2 separate regions of the Mus musculus genome follow, and region 1 is linked to region 2. A link is a contact called in public promoter capture Hi-C data. All regions are on one chromosome and are shown on one strand. Each heading gives the region's core, a stretch centred on a gene start, on an enhancer-like site or on the middle of the called end of the contact. The rest is flanking DNA. Distances are from core to core; before and after follow the strand shown. Region 1 holds the start of Ccdc189 (coiled-coil domain containing 189). Region 2 holds the start of Lat (linker for activation of T cells).

The links. Capture Hi-C pulls out chosen DNA fragments and counts their contacts.
Region 1: a contact with region 2 is called in a promoter capture Hi-C map of liver, with 4 times the contacts expected there. The contact joins the promoter of Ccdc189 here to the promoter of Lat in region 2. A contact is called at or near these places in 1 of 39 promoter capture datasets (pre-B cells), 1 of 115 datasets of contacts at active chromatin or transcription factors (double positive thymocytes) and 2 of 9 other capture datasets (adipose tissue and liver).

What each region holds. Positions count from the first base shown.
Region 1 is chr7:127,584,792-127,591,580 of GRCm38.p6, forward strand. It overlaps Ccdc189 (coiled-coil domain containing 189), which reads right to left and starts at 3,804. Exons shown (of 9, transcript NM_001033040.3): 1 at 3,086-3,804; 2 at 2,773-2,804; 3 at 2,032-2,097; 4 at 1,484-1,653; 5 at 663-733; 6 at 354-470; 7 at 202-262; 8 at 30-122. The coding sequence starts at 3,298. Rnf40 (ring finger protein 40) reads left to right here and starts at 3,907. Exons shown (of 20, transcript NM_172281.2): 1 at 3,907-4,020; 2 at 4,134-4,337; 3 at 4,721-4,888; 4 at 4,966-5,107; 5 at 5,716-5,922; 6 at 6,524-6,645; 7 at 6,742-6,789. The coding sequence starts at 4,206.
Region 2 is chr7:126,366,187-126,373,190 of GRCm38.p6, forward strand. Lat (linker for activation of T cells) reads right to left here and starts at 3,382. Exons shown (of 12, transcript NM_010689.3): 1 at 2,962-3,382; 2 at 2,756-2,783; 3 at 2,616-2,650; 4 at 2,309-2,396; 5 at 2,113-2,177; 6 at 2,000-2,029; 7 at 1,860-1,920; 8 at 1,690-1,784. The coding sequence starts at 3,064. It overlaps Spns1 (spinster homolog 1), which reads right to left. Exons shown (of 12, transcript NM_023712.3): 6 at 6,559-6,704; 7 at 6,226-6,381; 8 at 5,772-5,961; 9 at 5,355-5,420; 10 at 4,992-5,090; 11 at 4,549-4,720; 12 at 3,874-4,227. The coding sequence ends at 4,133. It overlaps Mir7058 (microRNA 7058), which reads right to left and starts at 1,859; the gene lies at 1,785-1,859.

The sequences.
Region 1 (6,789 bases), core at 2,554-5,053, 1.2 Mb after region 2:
GCGGCACCTTAACCCTTCCATGTGCTCACTTGGCTGTTGCTCTGGCTCCGTCACAGTTTCCGGCTCTTCCTCCTGTGGAGTAGCTACTTGCTCTACCACCATCATCTCCTCGTTTTCTTTCTCTGCATAGCAGAAAGCAGGAAGAGGTCTTGGCCCCAGCTCTGGCCCAGTCCCAACCTGGCCCACTTGTACCCATCTTACCCTCTGGCCAGAGCGTGAGTGGCTGTAACCCCGTGTAAGTCAAAGATAGGTCCAGTCGCACCTGAAGAGACAAGGGAAGAGAGGCTGAGAGGAAGCACTTGCCATAAGAGAAAGGGGGAGACAGGTGGCCACTCACTGCCTGTACACAGTACCTGTGGGGTGAAGACATATTTGTAGAGCTTGAAGTGGCGGAAGTAGGTGTTGACCACATAGTCTGCCAGTGCCAGCAGCTGTTCCTCTTTAAAGAGGTCAATGCTGAAAGGGGGCCGCTGTGACGATAATCCGGGACGTAAGTGCCCTGACAACCTCCAGAAGCCTACCCAGCTAGTCTGCCAAAAGCAGCTGTCTAGAAGCAGGGCAAGCCCCAGGTGGCCTTCAGAGGAAGATGGTGGGAAAGAGAACAGGAATTTGGGCCCGATCTTGCCTGTGGTTGGGTGAAGGCTTCGTTTCAGGGTACTGACCCTGATTCCATGACAAAAGAGAACGCTGGTAAAGTAGCGGTAGCATTCCTCCACGTTGCCCAGAGGGGTAGCTGGAGGGAAACAAGGTGAAGCTGTCAGCCCGCCTACTCGCCTACTCTTCCTTCTGCTTTTAGAGCAGGAGATGGAGAATGGGGCAGACTTAGGAGTAAGTCCTGGTCGCTCTGTTAATTCACTCAGTAAACACCATATTCTCACTCTACACTTTTCTCGGCACTCAAAGACAGACAAGGTCCTTCCCTCAGAAGGATGCTTTGTTTCTGGTCGGAAAGTATAGAACTAAAGTTGGCCTCAAACCAGCGGCATTGCCCCTGCCTCAGCCTCCTGAATGCAGGTGTGTCAGGCTTGAGCTACCACACGCGGCATCATTGGGAAGGTACTTTGTTGTTGAGACAGGGTGTCACGTGTCCCAGGCTAACTTTGAACTTCTGACTCATCTGCCTTTTAGGAAAGAAACTTCCTAAGTGCTAGGATTATGGATATGTGCCACCTCACTTGAGTACACAGGGTTGGAAGTGAACCCAGGATTTTGTACTTAGGCAAGCACTCTACTAAGTGGGCTATATCCCCAGCCCCCTATTTAGATACTTCTCAGAACAGACCCATAATATTAGTACTATGTGTTTCATTTCTTAATAAGGGAAGCTCTCAAAGGTGATAAATGTGGTACATTAATACCACCTATGGTGGAACACAAATCCCAGACTGCAGGTTCCCTACTTTAGTTCTCCACGGTCACTTCTGCCAGCCCAGCCTCCTCTCCTAGGGCTCAAACCTTTTGGTGGCTACCTCCCTCTCCTCACCAACACAGGCCTTGTGAAGATCTTGGAGCATGGCACAGGCTGCTGATGTCTGCTCTGGTGAAAAGCCCTGCTGGCGGCAGAAGATAAGTGCGTGGGAGAAGAGGTCCAAGATAATGGCATCCCGCAGGCTCTGCTCAGGAAAGCCAAGCTCCAAGAGCTCAGCAAGAACCCTTGGGGGGGGGGGTGGAAGAGGCATGAGTGACAGACAGCAGGGGTTCGCCCGCCCCCCACCTCACCTTAGGATTTATTTCTATTATATGGGTAGTTTCCCTGTATATGTGCAACACATGCTTTTCTGGTACCCATGGAGACCAGAAGAAGGTATTGGATCCTCTGGAACTTGAGTTATAGACTATGTGGATGCTGGGAACCAAACCTGGGTCCTCTGGAAGAACAGCCATTGCTGTTAATGGCTGAGCTGCCTCTGCAGCCCTGAACACAAGCCTCTTCTCGTCTCCATTGCCTGACACTCACTCTATACTTTAAAGTTTGTCATTTCTTGTGTCTCCCCTCCCAAGAGTTCAGTCTCGCCCAACTCAAACCCATACTCTCTCATCTTTTCCACAGTGGCTGCCTTCTCCAGTCTGTGCATAGAATGGATGTCCAGGTATTTCCTGTCAGGAAAAGATGAGACAAATCACTGGTGGTTCATACAACTTCCCCGATGGGGCTGCAACTTGGAGAGTTTCAGTGGGGATCAGGAGCTGAGACTTGGCGAACTTGCTAAGGAACCTTTAGCAAATCATTTCACTGTCAACGGGGAACATCATGGTCTAGAATCCAGTCTGTAGATTTAGCAGATTTTTTTTTTATTTATAAACCCACTGATTAGAAAAGAGTTGTGCCAGGTAGTGGTGGTACACTCACTGTACCCAGCACTGTGAGGCAGAGGCAGGCGGATCTCTTGAGTTTGAGGCCAGCCTGGTCTACAGAGTGAGTTTCAGGATAGCCAAAGCTACAAGGAGAAACAATGTCTTGAAAACCCCCCAAAAAACAACTTTGAGTCCTTGTCTTGCTCTGTGTGACCTTGATGAAGTCCCCTGGGCCTTGGCATCGGTGTGCACAGTGCTCCATCATTGCAGCTGTGTACATTCCTGCCTTTGCCTCCCTTCTCACACCGCCACTTTACACTGAGGCACCTGGCACGCTGGTGACTCGTTACCTTGAGCACTTCTCAGTCTCATCTTTGTAAAACTGGAGAGCCCTGGCTGGACAGGACTGTTGAGGACACCTTACAGGAGTAATACAAATGAGAAGTGTAACTTTTCCCCTGGGCTCTCCACACTCACCACATACAGATCCGGGGCTGGGGTAGTGGTGGCTGCGGAGAGAAGACAGATTATGGGACAAATAGATACGACAGTATGTATCCCCTAGTCCCTAGTACCTCATGAATTTCTAGCAGGTCTGAGTGTGCTATAATTTTAACTATAGCAAAATAGGTAAAACCGGGCTTCGGTGGGCTCGAAATACTATTTAGCAGCCTATTTACAATCAAAGCAACTCCAGGAAATTCCCTAATGTTGATAAACGTAATGACTGGCGGCACCTTTTTTGGGAAACCTAAGTATTCACTAGAGGACAACTCTGTCCCGCCCTCACCGGGAACAAGTTGGCTCCAGGATCTTCAGCCACTTCCACAGGGCTACTAGTGGCTTCTGCGGGCGACTCGGTCTGCATGTCTGTTCCGTTCCTTATGGCCGAGCCGTCCACCGAGCTGGGACTCCTGTCCAGTTCCTCCTGCAATTTGGGAGATTGTTCCGACTCCATCTGCACCTTCATTCCCAGGCTCTGGCTGGAACTGGGGGTAATCATCTCTTCGTCCTTCTTAGCCTCAGTCAAGGGCTCTCCAGCCTGGGCTCTGGGACAGCCAGCTCTCCCACTGCAAAGCCCGGTCCTGCCCCTTCTAGTGTTTCTTCAGAGGCGGTGAAGCGAGAGGCAGCCAATCCGCAGAGGGCGTCTTCCCAACTTGTCTCCCCGGTGACCGTTGTTAAGGAAAGTAGAAAGTACAAGCCCACGCCAATCATTGAAAAGATAGAGCGCATGCGTAACGAGTTGCACGTGCCTCTTAGAAGTTGCTTGTAAGGGTGCTTTTGAGGGTCGGTCTTTTTAAAGATTTAATTTAAATCTTTAAAAGATTGTGTTTGTGCGTGCGTGTGCGCACATATGTACAGGATGTTCGGGAGGGCTCCGCGGAGGCCAGGAGAGGATGACGGATCCTCTGGATCTGGAGTTACAAGGGGTCGTGTACCGAGTACCCCGAACAGCAGCAAAGGCTCCACCCCTCCATCTCCTAGTGCAACTGCGGGGTCAGTAACTATGGGAACCGCCTGCTGGCCAATCATTAAGAGAAATACAGTCCGTCGCGGGGTTGGAGGGGTGGGACTAAAAGACTCGAGAGGAGGAACCAAGAGCTACCAATAGAAACAGGAAATAAGTTTCGCCACATCCGGAGCGGCTCTGACGCCTGCGCTGTGCGTCTGGCGGCCGGTGACGTCCGGTGAAATCCAAGATGGTGGCGCTTGGCTGACCCTACGGTAAGTGCGGACCCCCGTCCGGCGGGGGCGGGGTCCGGGAGATATGTCCAGGGGGACGCTCAGGACTGCGGAGCTCCAGACGCATCCACAGCTCAGCTCTCTGTTTTCTGCAGGTGACGGAAGTGCCGCCTCCACCCGCCTGCCAGCCCCGGAGAGCCCTGAGTTGCCCCTCCGCCACCGCCGCTATGTCTGGCCTCAGCAACAAGCGCGCCGCCGGCGACGGGGGCTCAGGACCCCCAGAGAAGAAGATGAACCGCGAGGAGAAGACCACGACCACTCTAATCGAACCCATTCGTCTCGGCGGCATTTCTTCCACGGTTGGTGGGCTTTTGCGAAAGTCACATTTGGCCTGCGCCCAAAGTGTTTGGAATCTTGTGTGTGCTCGTGTGTATATACACAAACCGGGTGGTGAGGGTGGGTGTGCCAACGGCGTGAATGTGATCAGAGAACAACTTTACGGAGTCCCTTCTGGCCTTTTACTTATGCGCACATATGTTCCCGTAAGTCCTGTGTGATGTGTCTGAGTTGGAAACAGGTAGGGGCAGGAACGGAATGTGAAGCTCTCATGACTAGCATATTCTCTTTGCAAGTGTCTGAGCCTTGCTATATACCTCTCCCCTTTCAGTCTAATCCTTGTCCTATTGTGTGTCAGTGATGGTTCAGGGTCCTGCCCGACACTCTGCCTCTTCCCTTCTGGTAGGAGGAGATGGATTCCAAGGTACTGCAGTTCAAGAACAAGAAGCTGGCGGAGCGGTTGGAGCAGCGGCAAGCCTGCGAGGATGAGCTCCGGGAGAGAATTGAGAAATTGGAGAAGAGGCAGGCCACTGATGATGCCACACTCCTCATCGTCAACCGCTACTGGGCCCAGGTGGATGCCTGAAGAGCGAGCGTCCTACTGGGAGAAGCCCTGAGGCATTCCTAACCTCTTGTTCTTTCTTCTTTCAGCTGGATGAAACTGTAGAAGCCCTCCTCCAGTGCTACGAGAACCAGAGGGAACTGTCTTCAGGGACAGAGGTGCCTGGGTGCCAAGAGGGCCTGACCCGTGATGTGATCCCTCGACCAGACCCAGGGACATCAGATCTGAGGGGTAGGACCAGGGCCCTGGGGAGCTTATGTTCTCAGAAAGGTTTTGAGGAGGAGGTGACTTTGATGTGGGGCTACCGAAATGCCCGGCACTTGGGAAGCAGAAGTTGCTGTCCTGGAACTCACTTTGTAGACCAGGCTGGCTTCAAACTCAGAAATTTGCCTGCCTCTGCCTCCCGAGTGCTGGGATTAAAGGCGTGTGCCACCACGCCCATCGTGAGACTCTGTCTTAAAAACATGGGTTTTTTGTTTTTTTTTTTTTTTTTGGTTTTTTTAATATTCTTTTTTAATGGAATGAACAAAGTTTTAGAATCTAATTGGATTTTCATAATCCCAGCCTTCTGAAAAGTAGAAGCAGAAGTCTTTCTGTTTATCAATTAATTCATTTATTTTGGTTTTTCAAGACAGGGTTTCTCTGTGTAATGTTGGCTGACTTGGAACTCACTCTGTAGACTAGGCTGGCCTCAAACTCAGAGTGTGCTGGGATTAAAGGTGTGCGCCACCACCACCCGGCAGCCATGGAATACCAAGCAGCTTATTCTGGGACTTGGTAGAGGTTGATGGTCCCTGCTGTGGCCTTTCATTCTGATGAGGATTCTCTGTCCCTTCCAGAACCGCTGCCAGTGCAGTTTCGAGCCCCTCTCAGTGAGCCGGCCTTGGCTTTTGTGGTGGCACTGGGCGCCAGCAGCTGTGAGGAAGTGGAGCTGCAGCTGCAGGGTCGGATGGAATTCTCCAAGGCTGCCGTGTCTCGGGTGGTCGAGGCCTCGGACCGCCTGCAACGGCAGGTGGAAGAACTCTGTCAGCGAGTATACAGCCGGGGTTAGTTCTGTGGACCCTACCCTGAGAAATCCACCCTGGCCTGCGTTGTTCAGAGTCCCCAGTAAATGTCAGCCTTGTTCTTGTTGGGACAACTTAGTTCAGACGGGGATTTCAGCTTTAGTTCCTGAAGTGGGGCTCTAGAGAGACGGCTGGAGGAGCTGTTGATGCTGGCAGGGTCACAGCCCTTCAGCAGGAGGGCTCTCTGGAACTTTGCACCAACCTCAGGGGTAGCTATTGTCCCACTACACTGAGAGGCAAGTGCCCAGGCTTTTTGAGGCAAGGGGTTTTTTCCTCCTGCCCTTAATTCTCCTCCCTAGTGTCCATTTTCTTGGCTGAATGGTCCCTCTGTGAGCTAGCTTAGTCTGAGTTTGTCATAAGCAGTTGGTGAGATAGCTGGTGCATAACACTGAGCACAGAAACTCCAGGATCAACTAGTTCTTCCTTGGTTATCCAGGGACTCCAGGATCAACTAGTTCTTCCTTGGTTATCCAGGGACTCCGGGATCAGCTAGTTCTTCCTTGGTTATCCAGGGACTCCGGGATCAGCTAGTTCTTCCTTGGTTATCCAGGGTTTGGCTCTCATCCAGGCTTTGCATTCCCAGGGGACAGTGAGGCCCCTGGGGAGGTGGCACGGGTGCGCACCCGGGAGCTAGGCAGAGAGAACCGTAGGCTACAGGACTTGGCCACTCAGCTGCAAGAGAAACACCACCGCATCTCGTTGGAGGTAGGAGTTGGGCTTTGGGTGCGGTTAGAACTTGGGCAGGGTTTGGGTTTGCTATCCGAGGACCTCAGGAAACAGGCCACTGTCCACTGCCCCTAGTACTCTGAGCTCCAAGATAAAGTGACATCGACAGAGACCAAGGTCCTA
Region 2 (7,004 bases), core at 2,132-4,631:
ACCAACAACAAAAACCAAGTGGAACAAGAGGGATACGTCTTTAACCCCATATAATCCCAGAACTCAGAAGCCAGAGGCAACTGGAGTTAAAGGCCATACTAATCTACAAAGTGAGTTCCAGGGCAGCCAGGACTCTACAGTGAGATTCTCTCTCAAACAAAACAGAGCCAGAGTACAGACATAATAGTCTAGGGTAAATACAGAAGGTTGGGTGTTCCTTTTAAAACTCCAAAATTCATCATATTCCGAAATCCAAAACCTTTTCATACTGGTGCGATACCACAAATGGAAAATTTCATGAAACTTCTATTTCATACAAAAGATTAATTAAAATTTGCATAGAACTACCTTAAAGACCGAGCATGGTAACCTACACGTTTAATTTGAGTTTGAGTCTACCTGGTCTAGATATCAAGTTCCAGGACAGCCAGGACTATACAATGACGCTCTATGCCAATAAAACTAAGACAAAACAAAAACCTATCTTCAGACTGTGTATATATTACATATATGGTTTGTATAAAACATGAATAAATTAATTACATGTTTTATCTTGAGTTTCATCCCCAAGAGAATTTATTATATGTTTATAAATATTCCCAAATCTGTATTGAAGTGTTTCAGGTAAGGGATACTCATGCTATACAGAGATAAGAGGATAGAAAACTGAAGATCACCAGAACTTGAGAAAAGCTCAAGGAAGGAGAAAGACCAAAGCAGAGAAAAGCAGCCCAAGAGAAACAACGACCATGTGGTACGCAGAATAAATCTTCAGTGAGTGTGTGTGAGAGAGACAGGCAGAGATACAGAGAGACGGGCAGAGATACAGAGAGACGGGCAGAGATACAGAGAGACGGGCAGAGATAGATACAGAGAGACGGGCAGAGATACAGAGAGACGGGCAGAGATACAGAGAGACGGGCAGAGATACAGAGAGACGGGCAGAGATACAGAGAGACGGGCAGAGATACAGAGAGACGGGCAGAACCAGAGAGGGATAGAGACACAGAGAGAAACAATCTGTAATCAAAATTTGTTTTGTTTTGTTTTTTCGAGACAGGGTTTCTCTGTGTAGTCCTGGCTGTCCTGGAACTCACTCTGTAGACCAGGCTGGCCTTGAACTCAGAAATCCGCCTGCCTCTGCCTCCCGAGTGCTGGAATTAAAGGCGTGCGCCACCACCACCCGGCTATGTAATCAAAGTTCTTATAGATACATTAGATGATATTGCTTCCAAGAAACAACAGTGTACTATACAAAAAGAACCGAGACGCCAAAAAAGGGGAGGGGGACTTTCAGATAAGAGAAATAAATTCTTTTGTTTTCTTTTTGTTGATCGTCGTGCTGTTTTGGTTTTCGAAGAGAGGGTATCACTATGTAGCCCAGGCTAGCCTCAAATTCAACCCTCCTGCCACTGCCTCCTGATGCTGGGATCGTAGGCCCTCACACCCAGCCGAGAAATGAAATTTCAATGGCAGGGTTCAAAAAGAGTCAGGAAATTTCTTAGACAACAGAGACGAAGGAGCAAAGGTGGAAGGAAAAACAAGACAGTCGGAAGTGATGAGGAGCAGGAAGCCCAACGTCTACAGGAGGAAATGGAAGGGCGGCAATCGTCACGGAGGTGAGAGGGAGGCAAGAGTGGAGAGCTGGCAGCACATGGCAGAGGGAGGTAGACAGAAAGCCTGACTCACCAGAGAAGGCACTGTCTCCAAGGTCAGGGTTGCTAGGCACAGGAGCAGAGGAGACAACAGGGACGGCAGCAGGACTACTGTCAGGCAGCACCACTCTGGAAGAAAGGAAGGAACGAGAAGTTGATAAAGGGCACACAACTTCCACGGTCACCTCCCCTCTACCCACTCACAGGTAGCCGTTGGGATAGTCGTCTTCATCCTCATCTGCATCCACATTCTTACAGGCTGGCTCTGTGAGAAAGGAGAGTTAACACGACCTGGACAGGTCCAGCCTCCCCACCCCACCCACTACCCCAGACCCCAGACCCACCCTGGTTCTCGTAGCTTGCCACACTGTTGGCTTCAAAGAGAGAGGGAGAAGAAGACTGGATCAGCTCAGGTTGTACATCCTCCCCAAAGCCCTCCTGTGCCCTACACCCTTACCATCATCTGAATTCTGCTGGGAAGATGGCATCCGATGGGAACCCCCAAGGGGCTGTGGGGATCTCCTGGAAGCCAAAGGTCAGAGATTACGTCTAGGTAGGACTCTGGGAGCAAGACAACCAGGAAAAAGCGCCTCCCCAACCTAGAAGGTGGAGAGGCACAGTAGACCCAAGGGACGGAGTTGGGGGATACTCACGGGATGGGGAGCAGGTCTGGCTGCCTCAGGGGTGGGAAGGAAGTGACTAGAGGGTAGGAAACAGCAGGTGTTCGGGGGACGGTTATTTCTGAGGACACAGAATGAAGCTTGAGGGATGGCTCCAGACACCCCCCATCAAGGCCTCGAAGGACAAATGGACCCCAAAATAACATGCCCTAGACAGACATGGGGGCTCCCACTTTCCCCATCCCAAGCCAGGGAACAGCCCTTCAGACAGCTAAAGGTGAACAAGGACAAACGCACACTCTTAAAAACCCTCGAGGAGGGCCAGAGACACTGAACTCACGAGGTGGCTTGATGAGGATGCTTCTTGGGTACAAACTGGCAGGAAAGAGACAGCTTGGGTACAGGGCCAAGAGGGCCCCAGCCCCAAACCCTTGAGTGGAACCAAGGGAAGACACACAGGGACACGGGCTTCCCACTCACCTCTCTGTGGAAGTGCTGTCATAGGAGACTGGAGGAAAGAAATCCAACAAGTCAGGATCGGGGTGCACCAGGGACAAAGAAACTCAGGCCCCCCACCATCAATCAGGGCCCAGGTAGGGACAGTGGAGAGTGCAGGGGCTGGGGAGGGTATGAGGATCCAATGGAGCGCCCACCCATCATCCAGTTCCGCAAAGCTTCCCACTTACCTGGCAACTCACGGCAGCGCACGCACAGGGCAGCCAGGAGCGTGACCAAGAAGGGCAGCAGCAGGAGGCCCAGCCCCACCGGGCTCAAGGCGTCTGCTTCCATCTGCAGAGCACCTGCCACAGGCCCTGCTGCACTGCAGCCCCTCGAGACAGAGTGGCAGCAGGGGTATGGGACCAAGCGGGCTCCAGCCTGGGATCCGCCCGGCAGTAGGCAGCCGTATCCTTTCGGGGCTGGATGGCTCCCCTCTCTTGCTGGACTGAGTTGAGAGCAGTGTTGGCTCTGGAAAGGTGCTCGCCCCAGAGCCAGAGCTGGGGCCCGTGCCCCAGCTACCAGCTGCACGATCCCCGTGCCCAGCTGTACCTGCCCCTTTCTTGCTCCCCGCCTGCCTCTCCTGCTCACCACCGCGTGCGACAGGAAGCTGTGGTGAGGGCAGGAAATCATCAGGCTGCTCAGCAGGCTGAGCCTGCCCCCTGCCCACTCACCCCCACCCAGTTGTGGGAAGGGGGAGGAGGCAGAGGGACTGTGTGGAGGAAGGGTCTAAGGCTGCAGGATGAGGCAGCCCGTCCACTAGGAAAGGAGACACGTGCCAACCAGGCCCGCGGTACCCTCCCCATGCCCGGGTGGGAGAACTGCAAGGAGGCTCTGCCAAGGCCTGTGTGGACCGAGGGCACTGAGGGCACCACAGGCCCCCAGCTCCCAGGCTTAACTACTGGGAGAGCGACTTCCAGGGGACCACGGTGAGTCACAGTCATACTGAACCAGCTCACTCAGAAAAGAGCAGCCCTCCTTCTAGATTACCAAGCTCAGAAGACAGGGACTTACCCACAGGGTGACCTGACAGCCCCTGCTAAGTCCTGGGACTATGGATATTCCCTGAGGCCAGTGGCACCCACAGAGAGACAAGCAGTCAGTCAGGAGTCTGATTACAAATTTTATTCCATTACAAATAGCACCAAACCCCTTGGGCTGTCCTAGTAGAGAGGACACCCCTTCCCCGTTTCTGGACTCCCATCTCTTCCCTGGGCTGCCCATGTAGTGTCTGGGAGCTGGGAGATATCCCAGGGCTTCCTTCTTGGACCTGGGCCTGGTGAGGGCTTCTGCCTGGGAACCGTCTTGGGTGGGCCCAAGGCCCAGCTGCGATGCATCAGTGGCCGGGTAAGCACCGGCTCCTCAGATGAGCACGCTGGACACGGGGACTCGGGTAGAACGGCCTCGCTGAGGTACTACAATCCGGTCATCTGAGGGCCCAGACTCATGCAACAGACCTGCGAGAAAGGGGTCAGAGCCAAGGCCAGTAAGATAAGAGCCAGCAAGGGGACACAGGCAGCAAGGGGACACAGGCAGAGGGGCCCAGATGAGGCAGCATGGAGAGCCCTCAGAACTGCACACAGACAGAGCCCAATCCACTTCCAGACAGACCCAAAGCTAAGCTGGATGAGCCTGGGATGCTGGGACTCTTGCCCCCAGCTGGTGGCATGAATGGATGGGCTAGTCTGAGTGGAGGGAGAACTGTAGAGTACATACGCGGAGACAGACAGACAGGCAGGTGGTACTGTGAAGGTGGACCTACAGTGACCCTCACTCACCCTGCACGTGGAGTTGAGCCCGCCGGCGGTCATCTTCAATGAACATGGCGGTGCCCAGGAAGGCCGCACCACCCAGTGCCCCAACGAAAGCACAGAGCATGAGCGAGAACTGCAGAGCCCGGAACTCGGACAGGAAGGAAGGGGGCCAGCTCCGTCGGAGGCGGTCAGAGATCTGCAGGGAGAAAAGAGTCAGAGACCTGGGGGGTGCAGAGCACTGACCAAGAAAACAGAGGCTGGGAAGGGGAATATTTGGGTCATAGGGTGAGACCCACAGCCTAACGGGCAAAACCTTCCTATGGCTTCCTTCCTATACACCAGAGGACCAAAGGGGAGATGCGCCATAGGCATCTATTGCCTAATCTTGGCCAGACTCATGCCACCAGTCAGGGTAGGGAGTTCCAGGTCCCCAAAACCATTCCATCCCAGCCAAGGATAGCACTTACTAGACCAATGAGGTAAGGGCTCCCTGCATCTCCTAGCAAGTGGGACAGCACTATCTGGAAGGCCTCAGCCGTGGACCGTCGAGTTGGGATCACCACGTACTGGGGGTGGGAAGGGAAGAACTCAGTAGGTTCCCAGAGAAACCAAGGCCAAAGCCCACTGTAGGTCCATGACAAATTTTCACTCAGGTTAAGGGCTGGCAGACATGAGGTGGGCCAAGCCCAGCGGTCCCTCTGTGGCGGGACTCAAGTATACGTAGGGTTGACGTTTGAAGGGGAAAAGCCAGACTCCAGATTAAACGCTACCTCCCGACCCCGTCCCTGCTCCCATCAGCCTCTGGATTAACCTGTATCTGCCCTACTCACCAACAGGATGTCAGCCACAATGGCCCAGTTCATGGACAACAGGGTCTCCCCAATAAAGATAAAAATCTGGGTGGCAGAAGTGGAAGAGAATCACGCGGCAACCAGGCTTACCCAGTAACTCAGTCCCCATTGCACCCCACGAGGCAGGTGCCAGCCCTCAGTACCACTTCCCACCCGAGGAAAGAGCAAGGTCATGCTCACTGGCCAGTGTCACCCAGCTGGGAAGGCCCAGAGCTGAGGTTTGAAAGGAGGCATTCCACCTCCGGTCTGTTCTCAACCACTTTGCTGGCTGACCCTGCACATGACGTTGGTTGCTAGTGACCATCCCCAGTGAACATGGCGGTACCCAGGAAGGCCACGCTGCCCTGCTGCCCCCACGTAAAGACACCACCCACCAGACTCCAGTATCCCACTCACATAGGTGGCCACGATGCTACCTCGGGCACAGGCCAGGGCCAGGAAGAGGAAAGGCGCCGAACCCAGGAGGCCAGCTGCACAGACGAGTGGGTCAGCCCGAGGGTTGAAGCGGCGAAGGCGGCGGCTGATCTCCACTCCCAGGCCCACACCCAGGACTCCAGTCAGGCAAGTGATGAGTCCAAAGATGAGACTAGGGGTGGGGTAGAGGCATGGGAGCTATTCCTTCTGCAAGGTCCCCTGACCCAGAGAGGGCAGTCCATCCCACCTGCCCTCGACCCGAATCCCTACAGCACAGAACTCCAGGCCCATGTGTTAACCTCATCACATGATTTCTTAGAGGCTCCTAAGAGTGAAGGTAGCGGGTACAGTCAGGATTTACACTCTCCTGGCCTGAGTGTGAACTCCCTTCACGAGCCCCCTACGTGCAGTCACCCACCCAGCCCCTCACAAGTACCTGTCAGAGGAAGAGCATGAATCTCCAGGGAGACAGGGCGGAGTCTCTCCCAGAACAACCCGGGAGCGCAGCAGGAACGCTGGGGCCCAGAGAGCCAGGGAGCCCGTGACAAAGGCCACAGAGGTGAAGCCAAGGGAAGACAGGACGAAACTAGGACTGCAGACATTGAGAGGAAGTCAGACCCCACAGCCGTGTCCTCCTCTCCCTCCCTTAGTCTATTGTCAGACGGTGGATGTGGTCTGTGCCTGCATCCCTGGCCCTAGATACATGGTCTCCTAGCAGGACAGAACACTTGGCCCTGCTGAGCCTCAGAGATGGAAAGGGTGAACTCACTTTCGTGCCAGTGCCTTCAGATCTGCCCACCAAGAGGTGGGGCTCAGGGGTGGTGAACCTGAGTGGCGCTCCACGGCTCCTCTTGGGGGCTCCTGGACCACCAGGAACAGCAGCAGGACAGCCAGCACTCCTAGACCTGGTGTCACCTGGGAAAAGTGCAAGCTTTGGGACACGGGCAGGGGTACACTGATTGAGGGGTGTGAACTTAGCTCCCAACGGCTTAAGCATCCATAAGTTCTGAGACGCTGGGGTTGAGGGCTTCAGAGGGTTTGCCTCTGGGGACATCCTAATTTTATAAGCCTGACATTGCTGCTTCTTTGGTGGGTGACAGGACCCTGATTGTTCTGGGGACCCCTACCCAAGTTCTCACTTCGAATGGTTCAAATTAGATCTAAGACCTAACCAAAAGGAAGGTTAATCTCTAGCCCTCAGTAACTGAGTATGTA